2 separate regions of the Gossypium hirsutum genome follow, and region 1 is linked to region 2. A link is a contact called in public Hi-C data. All regions are on one chromosome and are shown on one strand. The core of a region is the stretch at or near the end of the contact, and the rest is flanking DNA. Distances in the headings are between cores, read along the strand shown. Region 1 holds the start of LOC107892566 (ammonium transporter 1 member 2). Region 2 has its middle 50 kb from the start of LOC107892566.

What was found. A called contact is a pair of places that touch in the nucleus more often than the background predicts.
Region 1: a contact with region 2 is called in a Hi-C map of leaf, with 1.6 times the contacts expected there. The contact joins the promoter of LOC107892566 here to the enhancer-like site in region 2. A contact is called at or near these places in 7 of 34 Hi-C or Micro-C datasets (callus and leaf).

The regions. Positions count from the first base shown.
Region 1 is chrA11:105,308,354-105,311,165 of Gossypium_hirsutum_v2.1, reverse strand. It overlaps LOC107892566 (ammonium transporter 1 member 2), which reads left to right and starts at 1,525. Exons shown (of 1, transcript XM_016817636.2): 1 at 1,525-2,812. The coding sequence starts at 1,631.
Region 2 is chrA11:105,257,919-105,260,618 of Gossypium_hirsutum_v2.1, reverse strand. No RefSeq gene overlaps it. Among protein-coding and RNA genes, the nearest start is that of LOC107892566, 50 kb to the left of the region's middle. Within about 2 kb of position 1,313, at least 1 of the 9 cell types and tissues checked has an H3K27ac peak or open chromatin away from gene starts, as enhancers often do. A contact at or near this core is called in leaf, where this site is marked.

The sequences.
Region 1 (2,812 bases), core at 276-2,775, 50 kb before region 2:
AGGGTCAAAAGAATAAATTTATATTTTAGGGGGGCCGGAGCCCATGCAAGCCCCCCTAGCTTCGCCCCTGTGACCCTGGTGATGAGGGTTAGACGACTTTTTTGAATGGTTTATAAATGTACGTTAAAAGATTATGTTGAATTAAATTTAATTTTATTTAATTTAATTTATAATTAATTTTAATTTTTATATAAAATAAATATTTTTTATATTTAAAATAGTAAAATTAATTTAAAATTTTTATACAATTTTTTTTAGAAAAGATGATATAAAAATTATTGATTATTTTTTATTTACTTGAAAAATTAAAAGTTTATAGAAATATTTATGAGAAATAGTTTGAAACTTTATCAAATACGGGGGTAGTGGTGTGTTAATTGGATAAGGAGATTTTTGTTTCTTTTCCACAGCCTGAGACTGAGACCATATAGAACTGGTTGCTGTACAAATTGCCACCACTCCATTCTCATCTTTATCTCCTTCACACATTCACCTGTTAATTTAGTAAATTCATAATTTTAACATAAATTTTAGTTTTTATCTCATTACCAAAATTTTATCATCGCCTAATGAAACTTAATCTTTTACTTATTTCAACTCTCTCTCTCTCTCTAAAAAAAGTACTAATTAAATAGAATAATTTATTTTCTACACGGATAAAGTTTATATCTCAAAGGAATTTTAGAATATTTTCACATGTGTTATTATTTTTTAGATTTTTTTAAATGTGTCAATTTACTCATTAATCTGTTTGAAGATTGAATCATTCACAAATATTTTTCCACCCAATATAAAATTGTTTTTAATTCATTCTTTTTCCACTCCAAAAATGATCAGTTGTTTGATTAAAATAAAATATTGATTGAGATTGGATCTTGGGTTTGATTCTTATACTCTTCTTAGCCCCTCCTTTTATAAAAAAAATTTTCAAAATGTTTTTTCACTATTAAGTTGTAATATTTGAATCCCTATAATGTGTCAGGTATAAGATTAACGTATTACTAGAATTTGCGATACACAGCATATTTTTTTATGTATGCATATATATATATATTAAAAAGAGTGGATTATTTATGAGAAATTATATGGAAGTGAATAATTTTAAAAAAGTGAATTAATTGTTTAAAAAATGATATTATATAAAACTTTAAATTGCAATATTATTATATTTTCACCAATTAAAATATGAATAAATATAAAAATTTTACATAAACTTTGATCCAATATATAATATTATATGTGAACTTTAATTTACTATTATTCTAAATATTTACAATTAACATTATTTTTGTGAAAATTGTTATTTGAAATTTTACTGAAGTAAAAGATGAAGAGCAAAATTTTAATATTTCACATAATTTTAATTATCTTTTTTTTCTAAATAATTCAAATTATTTTCATATAAATTTAAATTAATTTTCTGTTGCTATAATAATGAAAACATGTATTCTTTTTATAAATATATGTGAAAGTAGTTTAAATTGATTGATTTCTGTTATAGTTTAATAAAATTTATTTCCAATATTAGTTTAATAATGTCATTGTCTCTTACCGTCCACCATTCCTTTCAAATTGCTCTATATAATCACCCTCTTAGCCATCCTCAGTGTTTCCATCCCCTGTTTCAGCCATGGATTCCCTCACTTGCACGGCCTCTGACCTCGTCCCCCTCCTCTCCTCCTCCGCCAATGCAACCGCCCTCGCCTCCTTCCTTTGCGCCCGTTTCTCCACCATCTCCAGCCAACTCTCTGACGCCACTCACGCCGTTGACAACACTTACCTCCTCTTCTCCGCTTACCTAGTCTTCGCCATGCAACTCGGCTTTGCCATGCTTTGTGCTGGCTCTGTCAGAGCTAAGAACACCATGAACATCATGTTGACTAACGTCCTTGACGCTGCAGCCGGTGCTCTTTCTTATTACCTCTTTGGTTTTGCCTTTGCCTTTGGTGCCCCTTCTAATGGTTTCATTGGACGTCATTTCTTTGGTCTTAAAGCATACCCTTCACCCGATGGTGATTATAGTTTTTTTCTTTATCAATGGGCTTTTGCTATAGCTGCTGCTGGGATCACTAGTGGGTCCATAGCTGAAAGAACCCAATTCGTAGCTTACCTTATTTACTCTTCCTTTCTAACCGGCTTTGTTTACCCTGTTGTTTCACATTGGTTTTGGTCTGGAGATGGGTGGGCCAGCCCGATCCGACCCAATAACCTTTTATTCGATTCGGGTGCGATTGACTTTGCCGGTTCAGGTGTGGTTCACATGGTTGGTGGCATTGCCGGGTTATGGGGTGCATTAATCGAGGGTCCAAGGATTGGCCGATTCGATCGAGCTGGTCGATCTGTGGCGTTACGTGGGCACAGTGCCTCATTAGTAGTGCTCGGGACATTTCTATTGTGGCTCGGGTGGTACGGGTTCAACCCAGGTTCATTCTTGACCATCATGAAAGGGTATGGTGGTGGTGGAGGTTATTATGGACAATGGAGTGCCATAGGGAGGACAGCTGTCACGACGACATTGGCCGGGTGCACAGCTGCTCTTACAACCTTGTTTAGCAAGAGACTATTAGTTGGCCATTGGAATGTAATTGATGTGTGCAATGGTTTATTAGGAGGCTTTGCTGCAATTACCTCAGGGTGTTCAGTAGTGGAACCATGGGCTGCAATCATATGTGGCTTTGTAGCAGCATGGGTTCTAATTGGATTCAACATGCTTGCAGCCGAGTTCAAGTACGATGACCCACTAGAAGCAGCCCAATTACATGGAGGATGCGGCGCGTGGGGTTTACTCTTCACCGGGTTGTTTGCGACAAAG
Region 2 (2,700 bases), core at 64-2,563:
CCAAACACCCCATATAAAATATTATGTGTAAAATTAATGGTAGATTTGATCATGGGTTGGTTCACTCGATCTGACTTTAAGGCTCGTCTGAAAAGTAAGAGTGTTTGGATAAAAATTTAGATTCGAAAAATGGGTTTGAACAAAAAAAAAGATCCATTTTCGAAATGGGCTAAGCCTCGGGTATAATTTTTTTATTCGAGCCCGGCCCGGCCCAATCTGAATTTGTAATACTGATTTTTAATATTATTTTTAATTTTATACTAATTTACTAATACTAATTTTTTAATATGTTGATTGGTTGATATATAAATATTTTGGTTGGTTGATTAAATTTTGCATGTTGTTGGTGCTGTTTTTAGTGCTGTTTTATTATTATTTCGCAACTATTTATTATGTTATTTGGTTGCCCTTTTAAATATTATTTGAATATTGTTGAACTTTTGTTTTATTATTAATTTTGTTACTATTTTAGTTGTAATTATCTTAATATAAATTTTTTTATTGTATTTTCAATTTGTTTGTTGTTTTAATATTTATTTTAATGTTTTTCAGTTTGTTTGATATATTATATTTTAAAAATTATCTATATAATAAAATAATCTAAAAAAATTAATATGAACCAGGTCGAGTCGGGCTTAACTATTATAATTTAGGCCGAGTTTGGGCAAATTTTCATGTCCATTTTTTAGATCAGTCTGAACCCAAAAAATGAACTTGAAATTTTATTAAGGCCCAACTCGAATTCGACTGAACCCGACCCATGAACACCTAGTGCTGTATAAAATTTAAAAGAATATTTTAAAAGATAATGCTAGTGCCTCCATTTAAAGTTAGCCCTATATCCATGCCGCCACCCATATCTATTTTGATTCGCCTACAAGATTAGTATTACTTAACAAAGAATTTATTCCTAACCCAATAAAATTGACGGTGCCCAATTTTGCTTCATATTTTCCTCTCTTCTTTGGAACATCTAATGGTAGTGGCTGGAAATTTGGAAGTAATGCGAGCACTTCAATTCTTAATCTAAACTTGACAAAAGAAAATCATCACTTGAAGCTAATATACAAAATAAGATTATTAACACTTTTTATGTAAATGGTGAATCAAATTATAAATTGTGTGTAAAAAAAATTTCGATTTCAAGTTTGATATAAATATCAAATCATTCAAACTTCCAACCCTATTGAAAAAGTCACTGAAATTATGGACCACAAAAAGGCCTCTAGTTTGTCACTATTAGCTACACCACGACTTTCAATCATCAACGTGATAGAATTTGTAAGGTTGTAAATAGTTTCACTATCAATATGTTTCTATTTGAGTTTTTCCCCTCCACTAGGAAAAAAAAATTCCATTGATTGAAGCCTAGGAGATCCCTATGTTACTATAATCTATTACCGGTATTTGTACTTAACATTCATATGTTATGCATATTTTAACATAGATACAAGGATATGATTCATTTAGTAGCTTTCAAAATTTATGAAAATTTTGATAAAAATTGAATATATATTTATTAAACATATAATTATATCTTACACACATATTATTTGTGATTGTGTATTTATTGCTTTTTCTTTTGTTAACTGAGGTGTGGCTCAAATTGCTGCAATGCAATTTGCAACCGAACTTTCTTTTTCATTGTTCTATCTTTTAGTGTGATTATTAAGCTCATCTCTATCACCATAAAAGAAATTGATGATTACTTGACTTTATTTAGAACTGTAAACAAGAAAATAAAAATAATAAAGGAAAGGAGTGATCGAAAATTGCTTTAAATTTTATGAACTAGTAATTATTTTGTCAGGTTTAGCTTTTTTCAATTCAATTGTTTTTTTCCATTTTATGGTTGAAAATTTTCATATTTTTGTGGATTGTCAGCTTGGCCAAGTGTGTATGATGAAAGATGGTGTCTCAGCATCCGAGTGAAATATCTAATTTGCTGTTATCTGGGATTTCAAGTTTAACATATCGAAAACGTGAATGAATGTCCAATGATTGGGATTTCAAGTTTAATATATCAATTTCTGTATATAACTTTTCTCCAACAATTATATTCATTGTTCGTAATTTCCTGCGGAACCCTTGTCTCAATTTTAGAATGTGTAATGATTGATTATATTGAAATTATTGTAAATTTTTGGGTATTGCCACATAGCAATGCTAATCATCAAATGCTATTTTGAAACAAGAAACTGCATTTTTCAGTCAGATCTAATAACCAAAATAGAATTACAGCCAAGTCTTGTTTCCAGCAACACTTCTCTTTCATTCTTCAAGACCCCACCATCCCCTGCTAGTTCCACCATTTAAAAAAATTCACATCAGCACATGATTCAGCCCCTTGCCTGCAGTGCACTTACAACATGGGCACCTCACTTGGTCTACCAATATGCCAAAATCCACCTCCGATATATCTTTCTGCAAACCTTCCCATTCTTAACACATGGAGCTCAGCATTCGCAATCACCACTCCACTTTTTCCTGCCATTGACACCGTTTTGTTCAAAACCAGTTCTCTTCAAATTAGAAAATTCCTTTTGATTCTCACCTCAATAAGATAAAGTGCGGTCTTCATCATTCCATCCGATTTCCCCAGCCTCCTGTTTGAAAAATTTCAATGCCGTAACCTTAATGTTCCCACAATCCAGATTAATGGTTTCATTCATCACCATTATTTCTTTCCTTATGATCAAT